2 separate regions of the Sus scrofa genome follow, and region 1 is linked to region 2. A link is a contact called in public Hi-C data. All regions are on one chromosome and are shown on one strand. Each heading gives the region's core, a stretch centred on a gene start, on an enhancer-like site or on the middle of the called end of the contact. The rest is flanking DNA. Distances are from core to core; before and after follow the strand shown. Region 1 overlaps ELOVL5 (elongation of very long chain fatty acids protein 5). Region 2 overlaps GCM1 (chorion-specific transcription factor GCMa).

Region 1 (7,558 bases), core at 4,625-7,124, 100 kb before region 2:
CCCTTGTGTCATTTGGGGTCAGCTGTAGTAGCCTTCCATCCATCCCTCTCAAAGTTAGATTGTATTAGGGTGGTTGAGATTTTATAGGAACATGTTCGTTGTCTTCCAGAACTTTCGGTTTCTTGGTGATTTTCAATAGGTGATGAAAAAATAATTAGATGTGGGTAAATTATTTTTTAACTGCAAGACTTCTAATAACCTTTAGTACATGCATTTCACATCTAAGAATGGACTCTTTTTTTCATTCAGGAGATGTAAAGCTCAGCCAATTTCCTTCAAGATTTTCTAGAATTTCTGTCCCCTGAAGAGGTTCACTCTGGGGAAAGAAATGGCTCAGGACCAGAATGGTCTTAGGAATGAATACATTATGGTAAAATGCTGTTTAATTTTTGAATTTCAGAAGTGAACTAGTGCCATGTTTGTGTGTCTGATTGTTGGCACTTGGGGGTGTGGGAGCTGCTGGCTTCTTATTTCCAGCCCCAGGCTGAGGGAGCCTTTCACCTCCCAAGTCTTTCCCTCCCCCCACCCCACCCCCCAAGGCAGGATAGGTATGGGGACAGAACTCTGGTAGCTGCTGCTTTAAAGGTGTCGGTGGTTCCACCTATCTCTCTCACAGCCAGGCTGGACTGACTCAGTTGTAACTACTAGAATCCATTAGGTAATTTCGTGGCTAAAGTAGTTTTATCCGTGAAATTAGCCAGAGGACACAGATGCTTCACTGTGTCAGGCCAAGGAAGAGATGTTATGTTAAATGATTAACTACCCAGCTGAAACCAACTTTGCCTTTGCCCTTGGAAGGTAAAATATTTGTAGTTATTTCCAGGAGTAATGACCAAGAAAGTTAAACATATGCTTACTAACTTTATAGAAAACCTAGTCAATAGGCAGATGAAAAACTTAGCTACCCTGCAAAGGTGAGTCTTAAATGGGGGGAAAGTAAGGAGTTCTAAAATCTTAGGTATGGGGGCAGGTCTGTAACTGCTGGTAGGAGACTGTTGCCACGTTGTCGTTGGAAATCTGGTAATAAATACCCTACTCAGTATAGTAGTGTTTTTCTAGCTTTTTTTCTTCCTGCAGTCACCACAGTTACGAATGTATTTTACATCATAGCTGAGTGCATCATACTCATAAATGATACACTGACACCAAAGATTCATGACAGTATTTATCAATAAGTGATTCTTAGGGTCTGTTTGTTATTTTTAGTGCAAAGTTGACTTGATCATCTATTAATGGGTTGCAACCCACATTGTAGAAATACCCTTTTGACGGTGATTTTCTTTTGTGCTCCAAAGAGAGAAATCCCAGGAAATATACCCAAGAAATGGTACCAGTAGCTTCTCATAACAGTGGGGCTGAGGGATTGTGTTGGAGCAAAGTGAGGGGGTTTTCTCACCACCTCTTTTCATCTTAAGTGAATTTTTACTGTGGACATGAAGTACTTGAAGACAGTACTTAATAAAAGCACCCCGCAGAGGAGCCGCCTTCTCCCTGTGGCTGTCCTGTCTGCCTGGATGGGCTCTCCTTCTTCTGCCCCCTTTCCCATCCGGTTTCATCCTTCTTCCCGCTGAGATTTCAGCTTCACAGACAAGAGTTGACATGCGCCTGAGAAAAGGAGCACAGAAAACTTGCGCTTCATTTAGAAAGTGAATTCACGGGGTTGTGTCTTTCCTTCTGATTTTCGAATTAGAACTAGCACCTAAGTTACTTTTGTGAGCTTTAAAAAAAGTTGTTTTAACATAAAGAACTTAACCTTGTCCAGAGCATGTTCTTTGAAAAGAATGTGTTCTTGTCATTTTGGAGAAGATGCTATATAAAAAGCATTTTGAGTGGAGATTAATCAATGTCTCTTTTTCTTAATAGGTCTTAAGATGGAACACTTCGATGCATCACTTAGTACCTATTTCCGGGCATGGCTTGGCCCCCGAGGTAAGGTGGTTTTGGGTCTTGCTTACCTTACCCCCCCCCCCCCCCCCCCCGCCCCGGCCCCTTGTTCTAGGCACTTGTAAATGTTACATGAAGACGTTCTAGAAAATATCAGCATTTTCCACTATTAGAGTAACCCTTTGTCCTGGATACCAGGGACTTGGAATCCTCTGAGGTGAACTGGTGCAGGATCCCCTGGCTGCCAGAGCAGAGACAGAGATGCTGTGACCCTCTGCTGACTGCCTCTAGAGCTCAGATTATGCTGTGAAGCTTGTAGCCTGAGAATGCCATGGATTTTATTGCTCTTGGTACTGTGTTTTCCTCAATTCTTATGCATCTTCAGCTGAAACTGATTTGCAAAATGCACCCTTGCAGTAGGAGTTTAAAACTCTGCCCCTTTCACATTTCGAAGGGCTTGCTTATGTCCTTTGATGTTGTGTCCCATCAGTGGGTGGGCATACACCCCTGAGCTCAGGTCTTATCCTCCTGGTTTTTTATTATCTTTCAGGAAGTAAGTCAGCTCCATAGCACACCTTCTTTTCATATCATCTACAATGTCTTACCTGTAAAGAAGGAACTTTTTAGGTTCACAGAGAGACACAGGAAGACAACAAGAGGCTTTGAAATGCATGAAAAGATTCTCAGTTTTGCTCATGGTTTTTAAAATACAAAAGAAAACAAAAGGAACTTCATCTGTTAGTACGGCAGAGATGAAGTAAGGCTGGTACCGTCTGTGATGATGGTGAAGATGTGGAGAAAGGACCTAACTTGGGGAAATCTCTCTGGAGGGCAGTTGTGTTTTGTGTTGAAATTAAAATGCACATGCTCTTTGACGCAGTAAAGATGTATGTAGGATATTCCCTACCAGCATTGCTTGTCAAAACTGGAAATAACCTAGATGTCCATCGGAAGGGGACAAGTTGAATTCTAGATTGAGTAAGTGTATAGCCCATGGGAAGGAACAAGCTAGGTCCATCTGCCTGTGTTTGTGTTGGGACAATGCCTTCTTTCAGCTTTATGGGACCCAAAAAAATCCAGCTTTATGAAATAGGAGTTCCTGTCGCGGCTCAGTGGTTAACAAATCCGTGAGGATACAGGTTCGATCCCTAGCCTTGCTCAGTGGGTTCAGGATCTGGCAATGCCGTGAGCTATGGCATAGGTCGCAGACATGGATGGATCTGGCATGGCTGTGGCTGTGGCCAGTGGCTACAGCTCCAATTTGATCCCTAGCCTGGGAACCTCTATATGCAAAGGGCGTGGCCCTAAAAAGACAAAAAAAAAAAAAAGACTGAAATACAAATAAAAAATATTAACTTAGATTACGAGCTCTGAGTTATTTCACGGGCTTTATGATGTTAGCCACGGCCCATCGGTTTTACCACTTCCTACCTTTCATCCTCAGTATATTGCAACTCCGTCCTCAGGGTGGGTCTCCCACTTTTTGTGGCTGCTGCAGCTCCAGGTTGCATTTCCAGAAGATGAGGAAGAAATCTGATCATTTGCATGGTTTTAAGGATGAGGAAACTTCCCCAGAGCCCTTCAGAAACTATCGTCTCCTCAGAGCCCAGTGGCCATGGTCCCTCCACCTGCCCGTGTCTGAACCAGTCACCAGGCAGGGAGGGGGTTAGAGCTCTGCTGTTGCCTCAAGCCCTAAGGATTTACTGCCTGGGCCAACCACCCAGGAAGTACTTGGATGCTTGGTGATATGGAAATATAAAGAGCTATTATAAAATTAATTAATTAATTTATTTATTTATTTTTGCTTTTTAGGGCCTCATGCACGGCATGTGGAGGTTCCCAGGCTCGGAATCAAATCAGAGCTACAGCTGCCAGCCTATACCACACCCTATACCACAGTTCCTGGCAACACCGGATCCTTAACCCACTGAGCGAGGCCAGGGATCGAATCCCCAACCTCATGGTTCCTAGTTGGATTCGTTTGCACTGCGCCACGATGGGAACACCTCTTTATTTATTTTTTAAAGATATTTCCTTCTATCTCATTATTAATATTGTGTGTGCTTAGAATATTATTTGATTTTTTTCTCATGTCTTTTGGCTCCTGTCTGTCAGTCTAACTTTGACATAGCCATGAGACCACTTTTGCTATCCACTGAGATGAATGCATGCGTTATGTATCTTGAGACACTGTTGGTGCCTTTTTTTTTTTTTTTGGTCTTTTTAGGGCCACACCTGTGGCATATGGAAGTTCCCAGGCTGGCGGTCCAGTGGGAGCTGTAGCTGCCAGCCTACACCACAGCCACAGCAACAAGGGATCTGAGCTGCATTTGCGACCTGTGCTGCAGCTCATGGCAACATGGGATCCTTAACGCACTGAGTAAGGCCAGAGATGGAGCCCGCATCCTCATGGATTCTGGTCGGGTTCGTCACCACTGAGCCACAACAGGAACTCCAGTTATAAAATTAAAAAAGCAAGGAACAGACAGCTTTAACTTAAAAAATGAGTGGTTTTTGTGTGTGCACTTATGGTGCTGGTGATATGTAGATGCACACAAACTTATGTGACAGTCTGATGTTAGTTCTGAGTAGGAACTTATTTTCCCAGAATTGACAGCTTAAGGCCCAGAGCTGAAAACAAAGAGTGTTAAGAATCCCCTTGTGGGAGTTCCCGTCGTGGCGCAGTGGTTAACGAATCTGACTAGGAACCATGAGGCTGCGGGTTCGGTCCCTGCCCTTGCTCAGTGGGTTGACGATCCGGCGTTGCCGTGAGCTGTGGTGTAGGTTACAGACGTGGCTCGGATCCTGCGTTGCTGTGGCTCTGGCGTAGGCCGGTGGCTGCAGCTCCGATTTGACCCCTAGCCTGGGAACCTCCATATGCCGCGGGAGCGGCCCAAAGAAATAGCAAAAAGACAAAAAAAAAAAAAAAAAAATCCCCTTGTTAAGTTTGCTGGAGCAGCCTCTTCCTCGAAGGCCTCTTTTTTTTTTTTTTTTTTTTTTTTTGTCTTTTTGTCATTTCTAGGGCCGTATGCATGGCATATGGAGGTTCCCAGGCTAGGGGTCTAATCCGAGCTGTAGCTGCTGGCCTACACCACAGCCACAGCAACGCCGGATCCTTAACCCACTGAACAAGGCCAGGGATCGAACCAGCAACCTCATGGTTCCTAGCCGGATTTGTTAACCACTGAGCCACGATGGGAACTCCTCGAAGGCCTCTTAGAAGCACAGTTCCACGGACCAAACAGTAACCCCCTCCAACACCCCATCCTGGCATCACTGGTGGAGAGAGGGTGGAGATATCTCCCTCTGAAGCCAAGAGAAGAAAGAAGCACTGGGGGAACTTAGAGGGTCTGCAGGAAAGGAGGCTGACAGCGGTTCCCCAAGTGGACAAATGCTCTACTTAACCTCTACTTGTCCTACAAAGTCAAAGGAAAGCATTGGAGAGAGTAGCAAGATGTCCTGGTCAGGTCAAAGAAGGGGCCAGGACTGTCCTCACTTAGCTGCTGCTGCTTAGACAATAGAGGAGGTGAAACTGACCTGTCCTCTGAGCTCCCCCTGGGCCTTGGAGGGTGGATAGATGGAGGGCAACAGGTGTGGGGCTCACCGTAGCAGGATGCAGGGGGGACTATGTTGCAGAGTCAGCTAGAGGATGGACTCTCTCAGGGGACAGATGACACCTGGGGGATCTGAGTGCCAGCGAGTTTGCTCCCATCCAGGAGAGGGCTGTCAGATTGCCAAGGTAGCTACTTGGAATGAGTTTTCCTTTTCCTTTCCCGTCCTTTCTAGAAAAGGGGAGGTTCCTCCTCCACCAGTAATTTCCTGGAATCAGTGTCGATCTTCTCTTAAACAGTCACTTATCTGGTCATTGCCTCTTTACCCTCACTTTAAAAAAAAAAAAAAGTCATCGTCCCCTCTGCTGTTGACCACAGCACTCCTAGCAGACACTGCTGCGATCACAGAGCTGGCTGAGTGGCACATTTCCTGAGTCCACATACATGGGCAAATTTGCTGACACGTGGCTGAAATGGAGGACTTTGGAGCCCCAAGACTGCATTGCTAGGGTTTCGTTGTCCCTTGCGTCATTCAGCAAGCCTAGTTCATCAGTCATGTTAATGGAGATTTGAGCTTTCTCTTTGTTTTCTTTAAGAGACTTTAGAAAGGTTTTTTTTTTTAAGTATTTTTCTTAGCAAAACCCATGAAAAATTTCCACGTCGTTATTCAGAACATGAATGACAGTGTCACTTTGCAGGCTGTATATTAAAGACTCACTTCCTCTTCTAGTCGCTTTTCTGTTACCTGAAGAACAACTGTAGTAGGTGATGACTGGAAAAGTGTGGTTAGAGAAAATTTCTAATGTTTGAAAAACATCGTGGTTATTTTTGTATCTGCTTTATCAATCACTAAATGTTTTTCTTTTCTTCTTTTCCAGATCTCAGAGTAAAAGGATGGTTTCTTCTGGACAATTACATCCCTACTTTGGTCTGCTCCATCCTATACTTGCTAATTGTGTGGCTGGGACCAAAATATATGAAGAATAGGCAGCCATTCTCTTGCCGGGGGATTTTGGTTGTGTATAACCTTGGACTCACACTGCTTTCTCTCTATATGTTCTATGAGGTAGGTGAGGGGCAGCCCGGTCTCGTCTCACTTAAATGGACATGCCGCCATCCTGAATTGTGTCTCTAAGTGCATGCGGGGAGAGAACAGGGAGGGCAGGTACAGTAATGCGTTGCGAGGATGTTCTAGAATCGATTTTTCAAAATGCCAGAGTTATTTGTACAAATACGCCTCCTGGAATATCTAACATAGCAGGCTTTGCTATTGATTCTTTTGTTATTTATGTTTTGTATTACACTTAGAATTAAAATAAGTATTTCAGAAATACTCTCTTGCAAGCAAAATACAGAGTGGAAAATGAACAGAACATGAAAAACACATCTGTGAGCATCGTATTACTAAGCATTTAATAAATGCCTGTTTTCTGTTTGGAGGTAGAGAGAGAAAGTGGGCAGGGCTTGCATTTGCTGTGTTTGTGATAAATCAGCGTCTCTGTCCTGATCTTGTCACTGTAAACAGCTTGAAGATTTGACAGGTTATTTTTTTAAAGCTTAGAAGAGTAGATAGTGAGGTCTGCTTTAAGGGTTTGAATGGCCTGCGTAAGAGGCCAGATTATTTTTTTTGTCTATATAATAGGGATGTTGAAAAGCAAATTTGATGATCTCCACGGCTTAAGTAAGAGTGAAAGACACGTTGGAATCAACACATAGGTCTCACCTGTTTTGATAGTCTAGTCATTTAGCCTTTAAAGTTAGAAGGGAAGGAAAGCTCCATCTGTGCTAAGTACAGTTTGTGTACGTTTTAGGGGCAAAACTACTCCCTTCAGGTTATAACACAAAACTGCAGCCGAATCTCTGGGGTGGAGAATTAAGCCTTATGTAAAACAAACACTTTTTAGTGCTCCTTTTTAACCTTCCATGTGGCTTTAATTCTCCAAGGAGTACTGAAAAAGAGGGGAGAAGTCAGTACAGATCTTAGAGTGAATTCCTCCTTGGCCTCTGGCTGTGCAGGGATCCCTGTGTGTGTGTGTGTGATGGTGTGATGCAGGAGCAGCGGGAGGCACTGTGTCTGACTGTCATAGGCGCTGTGGTGGGGGAGGGGGGGCGGGGGGGGGCAG
Region 2 (7,626 bases), core at 3,103-5,602:
CAGCCCATGTCCTCATGGATTAGTTTCTGCTGAGCCATGATGGGAACCCCTGACTAAGGACCTTTAAGAGAAGATGCCAAGACCTATGATTTTTGCAGGCCCTTACTTACCAGACTCCCCCAGTTACAGACAGAAGCAAAGAAAACATTACTTCCCTTCCCTTTCAACATTGGCTTGGCTCAGCTGCCCCCATCGCCCCGGCTAGTTAGTAGAATAAAATCCACCATAATGTCCATAGATCGATCAGATGGACTCTTCATAATGCACAAGCACCTTATTTGCTATAGGAGTGGGTCTAACCTCAATCTGTCACTGGACTGTCCTGGGGAGAGTGTTATTCTGGAACTTTTTTTTGGGGGGGGTCTTTTGTCTTTTTGGGGCCATACCTGTGGCATGTGGAGGTTCCCAGGCTAGGGGTCGAATCAGAGCTACAGCTGCCAGCCTACACCACAGCTCACAGCAACTCGGGATCCTTAACCCACTGAGCAAGGCCAGAGACTGAAACTGCATCCTCATAGATGCTAGCCAGGTTTGATTCCACAGAGCCAAGAAGGGAACTCCACTTCCAGAATTTTTATAACTAATGCACAGTCCATGTTCATGGGGCTGCTCTCCAGCTACTGAGGAACTCTCATTTCATGTTTTCTTCACCTTTGTCTTTGGCAATTAACTTTTTTTTTTAAATAAACTTTTATTTATTTATTTATTTATTTATTTATTTATTTATTTTGGTCTTTGTGCCATTTCTTGGGCTGCTCCCGCGGCATATGGAGGTTCCCAGGCTAGGGGTCGAATCGGAGCTGTAGCCTCCAGCCTACGCCAGAGCCACAGCAACGTGGGATCCGAGCCGCGTCTGCAACCTACGCCACATCTCACGGCAACGCCAGATCCTTAACCGGCTGAGCAAGGCCAGGGATTGAACCCGCAACCTCATGGTTCCTAGTCAGATTCATTAACCACTGTGCCACGACGGGAACTCCATAAACTTTTAATTTTTGAATGGTCTCAGAATTACAGAAAAAGGGAAGACTGTAAAAACAGTTTCCCCAAACCCTCCACTCGTGTTTCCTGTTATTAATGTCGCATATCATTGCAGCGCCTTTTGGCAATTGACTTTTTAAGTCTCAATCTGGTGGAAAACATTCATTGTTTAAAACTGACTACTTTGACCTCCCTTTGTGGCCTTCGAAGAATGCTTCTACTGGAAGTTGTTGGGAAAGGTGACTAGGAAAGACTACTGGACACCACCAGGAATGTGAGGAAAGGTTAAGCCAGTCTTCCTGATTTTAGGGAACAAGAAATTTGAATTATCCCAAGCAGGAGAGAGACAATGGGGATCCCCCAGTCTTTTTTTGTTTTTTGTTTTTCCTTCTTCTTCTCTTTATGATTGCACCTGTGGCATATGGAAGTTCCCAGCTAGCAGTCAGATCAGAGCTGCAGCTGCTGGCCTATGGCACAGCCACAGCCACACCAGATCCAAGTCGCATCTGAAACCTATGCATAGCTTGCAGCAACACCAGATCCTTAACCCAGAGAGCAAGGCCAAGGATTGAACCCGCATCCTCATGGAGATATTAGGTCCTTAACCCACGGAACTCCTCCCCAGTCTGGATTTATAACCATTCCAGATTTTACTCTGATGAAGTGTTTCTTTTGTTTCTCATGTTTCTCCTTAACTCCCTTCCCCTGTTTTCTCCCAGTGGGTCTTAGAAGAGCTGCGGAGCCCAGAGTACGCCCTACTCTCCGTTCATGTAAGGATGGTTAAAGCCACCACAGCTAAATCACGCAAATAGTTATTTTAGGGATTTGTCGTTGCTTATAAATTGCTTTACAATTGTTGTAGCCGTTTTAGGGGAAACTTGAAGGTAAATTTTGATCACTCCAGGCTCAGGGACCCATATCCCTTAACACATGAGGGCAGCCCCCAAATAGAGACACTGGGCGTAAAATCAAGACAAAATCAAGAAGGAAGCAGGTTCATAGGTGATTTTTGCCAAGTCATATGCTACAGCGGGAGTTTTCATGGGTTCTGAGAACCTTCTGAAATGGCAGGCAACGCTGTACTCACATATAATTTTTTTCTGGGACAGAGGATTCATATCGTTCATCAGATCTGTAGACAAAAGAAAGGAAGAAACACTTCCCTGGAGGGGATCTCAGGCCTGATATAAGTTCATGTTCCAACATGAATTTTCCAAAACAAAAGCATTCTCAGCTCCCCAAGACGTTAAACTGAGACATGTCCAACAAAAACACACAGCTTTGGAAACGTATAATTTTTTTAGTTCATAGAAAAAGTCTGATTGCTCATGGAAATATGTAAATGGCCTTCAATGTATTAAATATGCCAGGGAAATGATTCTAAGTGCAAAACGTTCCTTAGTATTTTCTAAGCAGCATCAACACCGTCCTCATTTGGGTTTCTGCTGGCTTTGGAATCCTAGCAAGACTCGGTTGAAGTGAAAAATAAAAGGTCTTAGAAGGATTTCCAAAGCACATTAGGTTGTATATTTTGAGAGCATTTCTGAAGTCAGAGTGGTGAACTGGGAGAAGCGAGCCAGGAGATCACACCCCGGCTTTGAATCCCAATTCCGCCTCCTTTTATTTGTAGAATGACACAAGGTGGTTTAGCCTTTTTGAGATTCCCTGTCCTCTTCTGAAAATGAGGTGGTTGCACTAAATGCTCTCTTAGGGACCCTTTTAGTTCTTACAGTCTAGGATTCAGGGACCTGAGATTGGGAAAGGTAGCCTAAACCCTAGAATGGGGACCTGGTGCCAACCACACTGCCTGGCTCATGTTAGACACAAACGACAAATATGAAATTCACTAATGCATGGCTCTGTGGCTTTTCATCTGCGTGACTCTAAGCAAATCTATTTTCTTTTTTTTCAGTTCGGGTATAATTGATTTACAATGTTGTATTAATTTCTGCTGCACAGTAAAGTGATTCGTTTATGCAAATGGGTGTTTTTTTGTTTTGTTTTGTTTTGTTTTTTTGTCTTTTTGCCTTTTCTAGGGCCACTCCCGCAGCATATGGAGGTTCCTGGGCTAGGGGTCTAATTGGGGCTGTAGCTGCCGGCCTACACCACAGCCACAGCAATGCGAGATCTGAGCCGTGTCTGCGACATCTTCTGTGTCCATTCATCTGTCGATGGACATTTAGGTTTTTTCCATGTCTTGTCTATTGTGAATAGTGCTGCTATGAACATAGGGGTGCATGTATTTCTTTGAGTTATAGTTTCGTCTGGATATCTGCCCAGGAGTGGGATTGCTGAATCATACGGTAATTCTGTTTTTAGTTTTCTGAGGAATCTTCGTACTGTTTTCCACAGTGGCTGCACCAGCTTACATTCCCACCAAATGTGTAGGAGGGTTCCCTTTTCTCCACACCCTTTCCAGCATTTGTTGTTTAAACAAATCTATTTTCCTTAGTCTTTGTTACCACCTCTATAAAATGAAAATAGTAATTCTTTATATACTCTGCCTAAATCTCTAAGCTGTTTAGAACAGACGTGTTCCCAAAATGTGTTCTGTAGTATGTAAGTTATGGGGAATTTTAATGGGTACTGTGAAGGAAGAAAGGAAGTACTAAGTTTAACCAAGTTAAGCAGATATCTTTACTGCAGACCTGGTGCCTTTCTTATTGCACTGGTGGCGCTCCCAAAGGGAGGCTGTGTTGGCTATGTTGCCCTAACTTATTTTGATCGTGGAGCCCGCTTTTCGTGGAGCCCGCTTTTCATGCAGCCCTACAGGCGCTAAGTGTCTACCTGTTTGGGCATTAAAGATATATTTTAAAGGATTACATTTATAAAAGCCATCAATGGCTTGTAATTATTATATATTTCCCCAATTTCATTCTCTGTCCCACCCATACCAAGAATTTATAGTTTGTTTTTCATAGTTTGTTTGTATCTTCTTGCCAGGATTCCGGCAAATTCCTGCAACTTGCAGTCACATTCCTTTCTTGTTAGTCCATTCACCTGCTTCAAGTTTCAAGATGGTCACCTGAGAGCTCATTGCATGTTCTGGTCCTGGTTTCCACAGCCCTTTATACTTCCCAGATAGATCCAATTTGTTGTTTAATTTTTGGCCACAGTGAACAATGACATCCTCACCAGGACATCAGAGATTTTTGAGTGACTGGTATGTGCCAGACACAATAATGGGCCCAGGGGTACAGGGACCACTAAGCCAGGTTAACTTCCATGGAAGGCTAATGACCTGCTGGGGCCTGTGGAACAAGATCAGTGCCCAAACAGAGAATCAATGCCACAGAGAAAAATGCTACAGGTGCTGAAAGAAGGTGTATGTAATTCAGCATAACGAGGGCACAGGGAGCTAGGCAGAGGATTTGGCAAAGGGCTTGCTCTGGACAGGTACCTTGTGCAATGTGAGAGGGTTAGGTCAGATGAAGATAAGAGTTTGGGCCCCTGAATTTGAGGTCTATTCCATGGCTACTTTTGGCAAGGAGATCTGAAGGCCTCTGGCCTGAAAGGTGGTTCAGATGCAGGTTGTCCTAAGAGGATTTGGTTATTTTAAAGACAGTGGGAAGCTTATTGGGCTGGAAAGCATCATGATCAGATCTAAGGCCTGGAGAGTCTCTTGTCCTCACTAAGTCATCCCTCCCTGGATTGGTTTCACGTATGCTTCTCCTTTCTTTCAGCTGCATATATGTCTTTATAAATCTCCATTTCACTTGTTTCTGGCTGCTTGTCTAACTTGTTATTTCGATACCACTTCTTTATCCAGCCCCCCAGGGAGCCAGCCCAGAATTGCAGGCACCTAACTTACTAGAAACCATCATCAATAAAAGCTTCTTTATTCCAGAGAGTTCCCTGGGGGCACATCGGGTTAAGAATCCGATATTGTCAGCTCAGGTCTCTGCTGTGGCATGGGTTCGATCCTTGGCCTGGGAATTTCTGAGTGCTGCAGTACTGCCAAAAAAAGTTTCTTTATTCTGCTCGAGTGATGTAATACACCAATTTTGCTTTCCCTTCCTAGTCCCATAAATTATGTTTGCATTTTAAAAGTCCAAATGTAATTGCTTTAGTGTTTGCAAATGTCTGGGTTTGGGTTAGACTTATCTTCACTAAAAATGTTCATTGCGTGGTTTGTCACTTGGACACTTTTCATTAATACTGATTGTAATATTTGAGAGCTTTGAATCCTTAAGAAATTTTTTTTTCTGATTGAAAATCAGGAAGAAAATCAATTCTTTTTTCTCCTAAATAGGACCCGCTTAGCAGGGAGATGCAAGGCAGGCATGCCGCTCCCATCACCTGCCAGTTTCTCTGAGCAGGGCACAGAGTTCCAATAAGCACCGCAGCAGACAAACACCCAGAATCATTTTGTTTCTGAGCACAAGCGGTTTTCAGATTAAACCCATGACTAAAGCTACATGGGGCCATTAAGTCACACAATTCCAAGGTTTAAGTACTCTTTTTGTAGAGAAAACCTAAAACTGTACCTAGGCTAAACATAATTACAAGCCCACCTAAAGCCTGGTGAATCAACATCAAAGTGGCCACATCGTGTGTGTACGATAGGTCACTTTGCTGTACAGCAGAAATTGGCACATTATAAATCAACTACACTTTAATAAAAATAATAAATTAAAAAAAGTGGCCACATCTCTGATGAGTTAATTCCTGGACCAAGATTAAGTTTTTAAATTTATTTATTTATTTATTTAGTCTTCCGTCTTTTTAGGGCCGCAGCATATGAAGGTTCCCAGGCCAGGGGTCTAATCAGAGCTGTAGCCACCGGCCTACACCAGAGCCACAGCAACACCAGATCTGAGCTGCATCTGCAACCTACACCACAGCTCACGGCAACACCGGATCCTTAACCCACTGAGCAAGGCCAGGGATAGAGTCCATAACCCTACGGTCCCTAGTCGGATTCGTTTCCGCTGCGCCACGACGGGAACTCCTTTTAAATTTATTTTTAATTTTTAATTTTTGTTTTTTTGCCACACCCACAGCATATGGAAGTTTCCAGGCTAGGGATCAAACCCACACCTCAGCAGCGACCTGAGCCACTGCAGAGACAATGCCGGATCCTTAACCTACTGCGCCACATTGGGAACTCCTGGATTATGATTTTAAGCAGTGCATTTTCCTTTGCCTCTGTCTTACAAGCAGAGGAGAATCTTTGGGCTCATTCTGTGAATTCATGTAGATAAATGTAATCAGATGTGTCTTGGCATGAGGGAGCTAACGGGTAAACTAGATTCTGGAGTTCTGGTCAATTATTACCTGACTGCATGATCAGGTCATGTTGTTGTTGGTCTGAAGGGAACACTCATGACTTTGTCCTTTTTGTCCAGCCCTCTTTTTTTTTTTTTGGCCACCCCCATGGCTTGTGGAAGTTCCCGGGCCAGGGATCAAACCTGTGCCACAACAGTAACAACACCAGGTCCTTAATGCACTGAGCCACCAGGGAACTCCATGTCCAGCTTTCTCCTCCATCTCAAGGTCATTTGAACTCTATGGGACAGCTCCATCTATATAGACTCCATTGGGCATTGGGTCGCACTGGGACCAGAATTCTTCCTCTACCCTATGCTTCCGGGAGATGGGGATGGGAGCATTACTGCATCTGTAGTAGCAAAGACTCTCCTCAGAAGGTCCCTTGCTGAGCTGGGTAGAGTTGGAAAGGAAAGGGAGAAAAGAAGGGGATCTGACAGAGTTTGGAATCTGAGGCAGGAACCTGAGGTAGGAAATTGCAGGTTAGCCAAAAGAGTCTTTTTTTTTTTTTTTTTTGTCTTTTGTTGTTGTTGTTACTATTTCTTGGGCCGCTCCCGCGGCATATGGAGGTTCCCAGGCTAGGGGCTGAATCGGAGCTGTAGCCACCGGCCTACGCCAGAGCCACAGCAACTCGGGATCCGAGCCGCGTCTGCAACCTACACCACAGCTCACGGCAACGCCGGATCGTTAACCCACTGAGCAAGGGCAGGGACCGAACCCGCAACCTCATGGTTCCTAGTCGGATTCGTTAACCACTGCGCCACGACGGGAACTCCCAAAAGAGTCATTTTTAAGTTAACTCAAAAGCATTTTGTTGAATTGTATTTCTCCCTTGGATAACACTTGGAGCTGGGTTTCCAGCTGGCTCAAAAGAGCTAAATTCTTGAAATGTTGAAGGTAAGTCAAAATGCTGGTCGAATTTTTTTTTTTTCTGTGTTGCATAGGTAAATCTAAGTTTTTCCCTCTCTCTGATTTGTTTTAATGTGTATCTCTTTGCTAGCCCTGTTTTATTGGGAAGCATTTATTTATAAGGAATTAATAAACTATTCTTATTAAAGAAAAACTGGCAGGAGTTCCCATTGCGGCTCAGTTAAGAACCTGACTAGCATCCATGAGGATGCGGTTCCATCCCTGGCCTTGCTCAGTGGGTTAAGGATCCAGGGTTGCCGAAAGCTGTGTGTAGGTCAAAGATGAGGCTCAGATCCTGAGTTGCTGTGGCTCTGGTGTAGGCTGGTGGCTACAGCTCCCATTCGACCCCTAGCCTGGAGCCTCCATACACCTCCTGTGTGGTACTAAAAAAAAAGACAAAAAAGAAAAAGAGGAGTTCCCGTCGTGGCGCAGTGGTTAACGAATCCGACTAGGAACCATGAGCTTGCG

The links. A called contact is a pair of places that touch in the nucleus more often than the background predicts.
Region 1: a contact with region 2 is called in a Hi-C map of liver, with 2.8 times the contacts expected there. The contact joins two enhancer-like sites. A contact is called at or near these places in 1 of 5 promoter capture datasets (liver) and 2 of 47 Hi-C or Micro-C datasets (both in liver).

The regions. Positions count from the first base shown.
Region 1 is chr7:46,881,462-46,889,019 of Sscrofa11.1, reverse strand. It overlaps ELOVL5 (elongation of very long chain fatty acids protein 5), which reads left to right. Exons shown (of 8, transcript XM_021098831.1): 2 at 1,864-1,929; 3 at 6,314-6,501. The coding sequence starts at 1,872. Among named protein-coding and RNA genes, the nearest start is that of ELOVL5, 48 kb to the left of the region's middle. Within about 2 kb of position 5,874, at least 4 of the 83 cell types and tissues checked have an H3K27ac peak or open chromatin away from gene starts, as enhancers often do. A contact at or near this core is called in liver, where this site is marked.
Region 2 is chr7:46,779,552-46,787,177 of Sscrofa11.1, reverse strand. All of the region lies in intron 2 of GCM1 (chorion-specific transcription factor GCMa), which reads left to right. Among named protein-coding and RNA genes, the nearest start is that of GCM1, 15 kb to the left of the region's middle. Within about 2 kb of position 4,352, at least 1 of the 83 cell types and tissues checked has an H3K27ac peak or open chromatin away from gene starts, as enhancers often do. A contact at or near this core is called in liver, where this site is marked.